2 separate regions of the Hordeum vulgare genome follow, and region 1 is linked to region 2. Evidence: chromatin contacts called from public Hi-C data. All regions are on one chromosome and are shown on one strand. The core of a region is the stretch at or near the end of the contact, and the rest is flanking DNA. Distances in the headings are between cores, read along the strand shown. Region 1 overlaps LOC123401911. Region 2 holds the start of LOC123402980 (ethylene-responsive transcription factor RAP2-4-like).

Region 1 (5,653 bases), core at 2,727-5,226, 400 kb after region 2:
AGTGACGTTCAATAAGTGTGCTCCTGATCTGCTCACGGCATGTCGGTTTCCGGTGTTGGTGGTGTTAGATTTGCGAGCTAGGTGTCCGAGTAGGGTCGCGACGGCGGTGGCAGTGACTTCGGCGTGCTTTTCGTCCTCCAACTCCGTCGACGTGGTCACGTTTGCTCCGATGCCACCACGTAGTTCGGGGGAAATTGTACAGGAGTGTGGCCGGCGGGCGTCGTTGGCATGCTCCAGGTGCTGGGGGTTTCGATGCTGGGTTCGAGGGTGCCGGTGGGCGGTGCTGCTCTTCTATGTCGACATGGTCGATTGGATCGAGCGGTGCGGCGACACGGTCAAGCTCGGGGCCTTCCCTGGCCGACGTTCCCCAAAGGAAGTGTTCTCGCCGTCCGTGGCGGGATCCATAAGAGGTCCACAAAGCAGTTTATCTGTGAGGAAGCTTGCCGGGTCAAGGTTCTATGGTGTTTCGCCTCCTTCTCCGACGGCGGCGGCTCATGGAGACAAGTGTTGGTGTTTCTGTGGAGGGGTCTCCAAGGTCTTTTTTGTAATTTTTCTTTTTATGGGGTCCTTTCTGCAAAGTGTCAAGACAGCTGATGCTTCTGGAGCATTCTGGCTGGGTCTGCGTGTGGTGTGTGATCATGTATCCTGGTTGTTTTATTGAATGACACGTGGTACCTTCTAAAAAAAAGTCCTTTTTGAAGTAAAGTGCTGCCACACCTCCTTAGAGAAGGGACATTGCAGTGCAAGATGAGCAGGAGATTCCAGGACTTGATGATATAAGCAACAGCACGGGCCAATGCTGCCAGGATTGTGTGCGAAAGTTTGTTCACTGTCCAATTCCTGTTGTTCTGCAGCAGCCATAGAATTTTTTTGACCTTGTTTTCAGCCTTGATCTCCCAAAACTTTGCCATGTGTTTCTGAGTAAGAGGAATAGAGCCTAAGTACTGCGCTGTGTGCAGATTTGGCAGAAGAGAACATATTTGGCTCACATATCAGTTCAAAGAACCGAGTCCCTAGAGGAATCCGGTCCCCTGTAGCTTGGTCCAAAGGTCGCAGAGCTTGTCGAGTTGAGCTTCAGAGGAGATCCTGTTCAAACCTATCATCATCTATTGTCTCAAAGCATTAGATTCTGAGGAGAGATTTCTGTTAGACTTTTAGTTTTGGTCGCGTTAGGTATATTTACATCATTAAGTTATGTGGCATAGCTTGATAATGTGAGTTAGCGCCTCTTGTGCCCTGCTAATCAGTGTTCCTTTTGTCTTTGAAAATGCCATTTGGTCTAGCTGTAGGGTTAGCATACAAACATATGAGCTAAAATATGCTGTTGCAACTCCGCTTGAACTTTTTGGAGGCTATTTCATTTAAGTTCAGTTCGAATATTTTTGGTAGATCATGTAGCATCACTACCTTGCCTGAAAGAAATTTTCTGCTCTGTCGAGATTTGATAATCCTAGTCTTGATTGTGTGGTAACTTGTTGCGCTAGGACAGTGTACTTATGTCATCAACTTTGTTCATTTTGTTTCAAGACCAGTTAACTGCTATTTCAACTATATATCTGCATATTCCCTTACTTTGGATTGGAGTATTTCATTGCTTGATTGCATTGTCAGTATATGATCATGTGCTAATGTTCTCAAAACCCCTATTTGTGCAGCATTCAGCTGTTGTCAAGTTAAAGGACCTGAGAGACAACTGCAAGAAAGATCTAAAGATCTGATCATCAATTCTTTGCGAAGGCGAGTCCTGCATGATTGTGCTCTGGTAAACTTGTTGCCCTGGGGTGTAGTAGGATAAGCCGGATTCTTTTGAATCAAGATGTGTATGGTGTCTGCCTGCCAAGTGCCAACTAGAAAGTTAGGGGGTTATCAAGTAGGGAATTCGGGCGTAGTGATTACTCCTAACTTAAACATAGGCCAACATCTTAGCCTCTGAAGATCGTCTAGGAAATGCTTCTGTAAAAATCTTAGTGGGGGAGTCAGGAACTGTAGGTTTGTGACAGGAGTCCATTCAGTAGCTCAGTTGTACCTGGCTGTGAGATCGCACCATTTTGTTTCCTGCTCTCCAAAGAGCCAAACGGGAAGTGGAAATAATGTACTTAGTTTTGATTCGTTTTTCGGTGCTTGCCGCTGATGTTTCCACCGTCTCTTGCCGCATCACGTGACAACTTTCAATAGTTTGTTATTTTTAGGTGCTGCCGTTGATGATTGATTGCTCAGTGTTTGTTCCCCTACATAACTTATTTTTTTCTGCCCGTCAGAAATCTTGAAACGGGTAAGATCTTTGTATTAGTGGTTTTGATTCTGCAAGTGCGTTGCCGCCTTCTGTTTCCGACGCGAGAAATTGGGCATAAAAGTTATCCATATGCTAGATTGGATCTGCTAGGAGCCACAAAATCGCCGTCGGTGCCGTGACTGGATGCCGTAATCTCGCGGCGTAGTGTCCACCATCCCATCAATCATGTGAAATGCGACACTGCGGAACGGCGATCCACTTCCGCCGGTCGTGGCCGCGGGCTGTTGGTCCAAGTCCAACAACCATCCCTCGCTGGCCGGAGAGGCAATGAAATTTGTTATTTGTCCCATGATGATGACGATGATGATGAAATCCTCTTGCCAGGACAGAAGCTGTTCCGCGAACCAGGCCCCGGAGCTTGCATTGCACCACGCAAAAATTCAAGTGCACAAACTGAAGTGCAAAAAAAGGGGGCGGTAGGCCAATCACCCCTGATCGATGCTGCTGTTCCTTTGCGTTAAGGCCAAGCAACTCACGCATATGTCTTCTCCCCAATAAATGCGCAGATGAATGAATGATCGAAACGGTCGCAAGGCATCGTCGTTGCTTGCTGTGATGTGGCGCATTGAAAACCCCCAACGGATCGACCAGACCATCCACGATCCATGATCCGTCCCAAGCACTGATGATCAGTTAAAGTTGTCAACTTGTAGTACTAGTACTGTACCCTGCGTGTGGCGTTCGTGCCAAGCTACCTGGCACTGGCAGGCAGCATATATATGTCGTCAGTGCAAGAACGGCCCCAACCAAATGGGCACATCACGTCGATCGATCCTTCTGCTCGGCACGCGCGCGTGCCAAGCGCGGTTGTCCATATCCACATGAACTTTGCCTATATGTTGGCTGTTGCTGTTACGTAGTACGCTAGCCGTCCCCATCATGATCTTGGCCAACAACTCGATCACGTCCATGCGCAAGGTCACGACCCATGAGACGAGCGTCGTCGGCCGAACCAACACTCCAACATGGTATTATTTTTGGCAGATACACACTTCAGTGGGTGGTGGCAAAAGCGCGAGATCTGCCTGTCACTTCGCCGTTGCCGCGAGCATTATGTTGAGGCGAGCATAGACTAATGGCGCGCTTTCTCTTTTTCCCGGGGAAACTTCGTTAAACAATCGGGCAGGCCATGCGTGCGTGCGTGCATGCCGGCGAGGCCAAGGAATTTGGTCGCGGACAGACAGCGCCCCCCAACATTCTCACCAACTCTTTTGAGATAAGAAAACCCACTGGATCTATCTACTGCGTACTCACAGCTGAATTCCGGCAACCTTTCCAGTTTTTTTTTTTAAAAAAAAATTCGGCCAATTAGCTGCCAAATAGACACACTGGCATTCGTTGAAATAAACATGGGTGTACACTGCATATACGTCAAATTTGACGCAGCCTTCTCTCGATGGGCTTAACTGTGGACCTGTCCTGGCTATTCATAGTACCAAGATCAAGAAGCACGATCCTGCGAACCGGGGGAACAGTCCCATACATGTCGAGCTCAACACTCGAGCAGAAAACGATGCCAGAATTTATGTCGCTTTTTTATAAAAAAATATATCTTTCATGGCGCTTTTGTGCTTGAAAAAACAACCAATCTCACGGATGCACACGAGCAGCAGCAGTGCAGCACTAGACGGACAGAGCCACGAGCGAGCAATCAATCAATCATGGAGGACGCCGAGTGCATGCATGCGCGTGCGGCGCGGTGACCTGGAAGGCGTGTCTTTTCCCCGGAGTCTCATACGGTCGATGATTGTTCGAAGCATCCGCGCCGACGAACGTACCAACCAAGGAGGATCTAAAGCCGACGCATCAAATTACCCCGTACGTTTGTACACATGTCCGATCAGTGATCGGACACATGTCCGATCAGTGATCGGACATGAGAGGAAAAAAATGATTTAACCGGATTCTTCGTGTCATTTTTATATATACGTCTAAATTGTCCACAAATCCTCATATTCATATTAAATATAACAAGAGTATGAGGGCTCGCGGACGCGGTCAGACAGTCCATCACGTAAAACGCGACCCCATTCTGAACCATCTTCTTGTTTTTTTATTCATTATTTTCTTTCTCATTCTTTTTCTTCATCAATTATGTATAAATGATCAGACATATGAAAAAGAAAAAAAAATACAATTGTACGAACAGATAAATAGAGAAAACGTTCGATCACTGACCGAACGCGTTTACAAGCGTTTAAAAAATCATATTTGTTATATCCGGCTGTAATGCTCTAACGGGCGCCATGTGCGGCGAGCTCCACGCTGTCTGTCGTCGTCCTCGTCTCGGGAGCATCGGTGTGGATCGGATTGATGCGCGCAGTTTCTTTCTTCTAGGTATGGGAAGCTAGCCATAGCCAGCAATAATCCAAGCAAACGCGCGCAAGGGAACAAAACGCTGCGTTGCCCGCCCGTCCGATCCATCCCATCCATGCTATATCTCCACATCTATATACGTCGTGTGTGCACTGTAGGCTAGCTATGGACCAGACAAATGTCGAGTCTATACGGCCGGCCTCACCTATAAAGGTGCCATCTCTGGGCTCCAGCTCCAATGCTACAATGGTGTTGATGTTGGTGTTATCTTCCGAGCGTCGATCCATGCCTGTGATCCATCGAGCATCGTGGGCGAAATAATGGCGGTGGTTGGAGCAAGGAAGGAACTCGTGGCGGTAAAAGACATAACTATAAGCGAATCATTTTATGGTTGGATACTCACAAAAGGACAGTGGCATTCCAGACTCATCAATGTTTACGTCTTAGGCCTTGTTTGAAATTACTCGGATTATATAATTCACTTTTCATATTTTATTTTATTTTTTAAACATGATAAATTATGATATAAATTATAAAAATTAGATCGATATATTATTAAAAACTCACAATCTATCCTATCCCAGTTAAAATCGGATTACGGATTGCTAATGATCCATTATCCTTGTAAAGTTGGAGATAATTACATTTCTACCACCGTCATCCCCATCTTTAAAAAAGAAAATAGAGGACAGACATGTTATTATGCAATGTAAAACCTGTATTACATTCTATATAATCTAAACTTCAAACATGCCCACCTAAATTATTTTTATAAACCAGATTATATAATCTATCTTCATAATCCAAATTATCATAATCTATTATGATTTCAAACAGAACCTTAGACTAGATAAACATGTACTCCCTTTGTTCCTAAATTTAAGGCGTTTTAGCAATTTAATCTATACCACCAAAACGTCTTATATTTATAAACAAAGGTAGCTCTTCACCAACGTAGCTCCACGAAACCTGTGGATTGGCTACACGATAACTTGCCAGCCACCTAATCGCCACCTAACTTGATCCACTAAGTCTCGTTGTTTT
Region 2 (5,457 bases), core at 2,451-4,950:
TTTAACAGCCGGCGCCAATCATCGATCACGAGTGACCTCCTTCCCAAGTTACCGAACCACCACACGCCCACGAACTGCCAAGAATAGCCTCAACTCACCATGTACCCTGCCATGTAGGTTCGTTCAACCATCGCTACGTACCCCAAGATATTACTCCATCGGTCGATCGGTGATGATACTCGCTAAGCATGAAGCAGCAGCAGCACGGCAGCACGGCAAGCAACAAGATGGGGATCGAGCCCGGTGGGTGGGTGGGTGGGTGTCGCTCTCCGTTGGTGCTAGTTGGCGGATTCCACGGGCACGAGCGAGAGGCAGTCCCCAAATCAGTCGGCCTCCGGCACCGGCACCGAGGGTCCACCGAGCTCGCCGCCGCATTCCGCGACTTGGACGACCACTCTACCGTCTACTGAGCTCCAATTCGGGACATCGATGTGAAAGCATCGTATGCCCCGCGACTTTGCCCGCCTTTTCCCCATCCAATCAGATCAATCCGTATCTCGGCGTAATTAGCGCCATCTCCTCCCTCCCTCCCTCTCTCTCTCTCTCTCTGCTCGCAGGCACCAATAATGCCATTTCATGCGAGGGCATGCAACTATATGGCCGTGGCGGTTTTCCTGAATGAATATGTTCCTTTCTCAAAGGGAAACGGGAGCATATGAATGTTGGGTAGCATCTGTTCCAAGGAATGAGAACAAAGGGGATAGAGATGGATTGGAGGAGAGGAGAGGAGATAGACTCGTAGAGAGGGGTTGGTTGCTTGGTTAGGGGATGCCCCACTATCGATCGTGCCTGCCTGGCCCGCGTGTTCTTCTACCTTTTCACCGGCGACTTGGGGTTCTGCTGATAATTTGCAACCAGTGGAGGAAGGCCGGCCGTGGGATGCGGTGGCGATGAGGGTTGGCTGGCCCGGCGTCGCCACCGGGTCGTTTTCCACGGATAAGATTGGAACGATCATGCTCCATGGCTTTGTCCGAAATCCGGACGCTTCTTTCTTTGGCACATTTGCTGAACTCGTTGAGTAATTAAATGGTGCAAATGCGTGTGTGATGTTAAGACTTAAGAGTGCTTTCGTTTGCGACCGAACCAAACAACACACAAGATTGGCAGCCATGGGACTAGAAGTTGGATACAACTACATGTAAATTAACACTGACGGACCACAGTTTTAACTAGGCAGAGGCTAGAAAGAGGGCCGAGGTCAAAGAGCCAAACACATGAGTAGAAACTTGGTGCTTATCATTTTGGGGGAAGAGGTTATAATACCAGCCGACATAGGCAACGACCTTACAAACTTGGGTGCTGCGTGTGAATAAGTTGTTGCTGTTAAGTGTGAGTTTGCGCTTCCCTTGGCGGGCCTGGCGTGTGGCAACCTTCTTCTGCTCTATGTTGTGTTGACTTGGGTAGCATATGAACTTGAAGCCACAACTCTGCTCCCTTCATATGCTCAAGTCCCATGAATGAAAATCAATGAATCATGATCGGCCTTCGCATGTCAGTGTACGTGTAGTCGTGAGTTCGCCTCCCATGCATAGACATGTTTCCAACAAGCACAGCCTGATGCCGTCATCATACTTTTGTTTCTGAAAAGCTATCATCATGTAGTGTACTGTACTTTTTGGCACGATCAGAAAAGGCACCACGAAGCATCTGCCTAGGCCACAACTCAGGGATGCACGCATGATTTTTTTTACAGCAAGACTGCAAGAGCACACTCCACACATGCATCACTGCATCAGTAGCAGCGCACCAAGAGACAGGCACGCATATGGTTACATAATTAAGCTAGTGCAATTTCCAACGGGTAAACACGATTACACCTCTCGACTGGCCGCCTTTGCCGTGAAAAAACTGCCGGCGGGTCAACCAGGAGATCAGTTACACCACGTAGTAGCGACGACCTTACTACAGCACTAAACACCACTGGCTTCTTACTGCTACTGCTACTGCTAGCTACTCGCAGCAGCCATGGCCGACGTCTAAAATGCCGTCGGGCCAGAGCAGCCGCCGATTCGATCCAAGGAGAAATTACATCATAGCTACGGAGCTTAACGAAGACTGTACTGGTAGTGGTAGTAGCTGCTTGCTGTTCACGACAGGATGGAGTCCCAGTCGATCTCCACGGACGGGTACTTGCGCAGGTGGAAGGTCTCCGACTCGTCCCACGGCGCCTCCGTGAAGTCCAGCTTCTCCATCTCCGGGACCGGCGGCGGGGACCCGGCGGACACCGAGTCCTCTCCCTCCGTGGACGCGGAGCACTTGGGGGACTCCGGCTCCGGCTCCGCCTCGGCGGAGTTCTTGGACGAGGGCGCGGCGAGCGACTGGCAGATGGCGGTGAGCTTGGCGTCGACGGAGGCGTGGAGCGGGCCGGCCAGGTGGGCGCCGCCGCGTCGGAGCGACGGGAAGTTGAGGCGGGCCAGGTCGCCGCGGAGGCGGAAGGCGGCCTTGTCGTAGGCGAGCGCGGCGTCCTCGGCGGTGTCGAAGGTGCCGAGCCACAGCCTCGTACGGTTCTTGGGGAGGCGGATCTCCGCCACCCACTTGCCCCAGTGGCGCTGCCGCACTCCGCGGTACAGCTTGGACTGCGCGGGCGCCACTCCGGCCAGCGCCAGCGCCGCGGCGGACGCGCGCGGCGGCGGCGACCCGGACTGCTTCATCGGCTGCGCGCGCGGCCCAAGGAAGGAGCCGCCAGCCAGGCCCCTCTGCTGCTGCTGCTGGACGAAGAACTGGGCCTGGATCTGCTGGATCTGGGCCGGGCCGAGCTGGGCCAGCCCCATGGATCCGTTGTTCACGGCATACTGCGAAGAGGAGGAGTAGAGCGGCGGAAGCTGCGAGAAGGGCGCGGTGGTGGGTAGAGGAGGGGCTGCGAACGAGGCGTAGGATGACGACGATGATGGGGTGGCCGTGTATGAATCTTGGGTCATGGAAGGAGAAGAGTAATACTGGTACTGGTAGGGGTAGGGGTAGGAAGAGGAGGAAGCACCCGTGATAAAAGGTTCGAGTGCTTTCATGAGCTCCTGATCCGAGGCAGAGCCGATCTGGTGCGTGGCGGGGTTGTACTTGTACATGTCTATGGCTGCGGCCATGGGGGCTTTGGACAGAGGAAGAAGAAGATGGTGATGCAGAGAAGGGCGAACCAAAAACGGGACGGAAAAAAAGGAGCTTTCTCGTGCAAGCAGAAAGGAAGGGAAAAAAAAAGGGCCCTGTTCCTCAATAAAATTAGAGAAACGAGGGGAAAACAGGGAATAAATCCGGACGAACTCGAAGGGTATTGCAAAAGAACCCTTTCCGGCCGTGCCGAGGCAAATTAAGGAAGGCAGAAAGAAAAGGAAAAAGAAAGGCAAGAATCCAGGAGAGAAAAAAGGTTCTCTGGATCTCTGTTCCTCTAGGAGAGTGGTGAGGTCGCCAAGAAATCAAGAGGAGCCCCGAGCAAGAGGAGAGCGCTTCTTCCGATCTAATAATCCCAGAAGAAGGACCCCTTGAGCAGGGCCTCTGTTTCTCGCGTGGTCCTGCTGGCTGCTGCTAAAAAGACCAGAGAAGTTCAGAGAACAAACCTGCCGTCGTCGTCGCTGCTCAAAGGGCTCGTCAGATCGCTCAACCTCACCGTGGAGTGGAATGGGATGGGATGTGGCTGGCTGCGCGTTTGCAGTCGGTGGGTGGTGGGGGTTGAGGCGTCTCTCTGAGGAAGAAGGGGCGTCGCGCCCGGGCGTTTTATAGCGCCAGGCTCCCGCCGGCAGTGCACGCCAAGCCAAGCAACGCCCACCCGCCGTGCAATTTGCTGCCACAAAGCGATGTGATTGGGGTTAATTTCGTTAATCGTTTCTTGTTCTGTTGGGAGCTGCACTGCGGTTTTGAAAAATGAGACGTTGCTTTCGCCCATGGCGTCAGCACGCGCCGGGCAGCACGCGGGAACCGCAAGTTGCGGCCAATGAGGATCCGCCACTTGTGCTCCGGACACGCGGGTGATCATCTCCACGCTGTAGTTCTGTGCAAGTGGCCTCGTCTCATTGGGTGGTGGTGCGCTCGTTTGACCTCACAATGTGCTGCCCCTGCCCTTTGTGCTCTGCTCCGGAATTCGGCTTCTGAGCTGCGCCAAGAGCTCCGAACCCACTGCTTAAAATAAGGTGCTAAATCATTTTTCACATGTACATATCTTTTTCTACATTAGTTTCGTAATCTTCTGTTTAGTCTGTTTGTTTAGACACGGTTGTTCTTATCCCGAGCTCATATGAGCTCGAGCAAACAGGAAAATCAAAAAAAAAAAACACAAGAAATGATTCTTTTATGTGTGAAATATTGATAAATGTTTCAATTGCTTGCAAAATTTTATCACCAGTTGTTAATCGTGAAAAATATGGCAAACAAAAATATCGATGCTCCAAGATGTTATTTTCAAACATATTTTGGAGCATCATTTTTTCCCACGTTTCCCACGAATGTCGTTCTATATTTCAAAAAAAAAATGGCAAACAAAAACAAAATTCCTCGTTACAGCATCTATAATCGGACGTCCTAAACCCGCCTAAAACGTCCAGACGGAGAGCCTAATCAGTGACCATTCGCAAAATATGATCGAGACATACGCCTCAAACAGTCAGGCTGACCGACACCCCTTATATCCAGCCCAAATATGAGGCGGATATGGGGAGGACCACGCGCGTCCGCCACGACGAGTCCGGCCCCTGCTGGCCCATCCGACCTCATATATATTCATCTCGATCCTCTGTACGGACCAAACCCTAGCCACTTCAGTCCCCTCCATCACTTCGCCACCCAAGCTCTCGTTCGGCGATCTCTGGCCTTCTTCGGCATGGCGGCTAGTGGATCCGAGTCCTACACCTCCACATTCGTCCACCATGAGCTCATCTCACGGGGCTCCGAGGAGGAGATGATCGTTCGGCTTGCGCTCCACCGCTCTCGGGAGGAGGCCGCCCGACGGCAGTGCATAGACTCCTTTGGTCGAGAATCCGCCGGTAGCGGTGCTGTCGTCCCCTCACCATATTTGGTGATGTCTGTCTCGCATCCGACAACGGGGGCGGACGCACAACCCATCCATTATTATGCCGAGCTGGAGGACGCAACATGGGCGTCCTCACACACAAACATGGCACGGTGTGCCCGCCATGCGAGGCAGCAAGCACGGGAGGCAGTGGCATGCCTTGCGGCGGTGGACGTTGATGAGGCGGAGTTGCATTCTCCGGCGTCCCGTATGGTGAACCAGTGCGGGCGCCTCATCGTAGTGGACGTCAGCTCCTCCCGGGAGGGATCCATTCGGTCTCACATTCATCGGCGCCGTCCGGGTTGCGGGCTCCAACGAGAAAGAGTAGGACACGCGAGACAGCGAGAGCTCGACTCCAATCAGGGTCGACCCTGAGGGGGGCAGGGGGGCGACCGCCCCGGGCCCCCAAAATCGAGGGGCCCCGAGAGGCCCAAAATGTTGACGGCTGTAGTACTCGTTTGTTC

Evidence for each region. A called contact is a pair of places that touch in the nucleus more often than the background predicts.
Region 1: a contact with region 2 is called in a Hi-C map of seedling, with 2.1 times the contacts expected there. The contact joins the enhancer-like site here to the promoter of LOC123402980 in region 2. A contact is called at or near these places in 2 of 6 Hi-C or Micro-C datasets (leaf and seedling).

Annotation. Positions count from the first base shown.
Region 1 is chr6H:501,395,700-501,401,352 of MorexV3_pseudomolecules_assembly, forward strand. LOC123401911 reads left to right here. Exons shown (of 6, transcript XM_045095775.1): 6 at 1,656-2,108. The coding sequence ends at 1,718. Among protein-coding and RNA genes, the nearest start is that of LOC123401911, 10 kb to the left of the region's middle. Within about 2 kb of position 3,977, at least 2 of the 3 cell types and tissues checked have open chromatin away from gene starts, as enhancers often do. A contact at or near this core is called in seedling, where this site is marked.
Region 2 is chr6H:500,992,214-500,997,670 of MorexV3_pseudomolecules_assembly, forward strand. It overlaps LOC123402980 (ethylene-responsive transcription factor RAP2-4-like), which reads right to left and starts at 3,701. Exons shown (of 1, transcript XM_045096953.1): 1 at 1,770-3,701. The coding sequence starts at 3,080. The coding sequence ends at 2,088.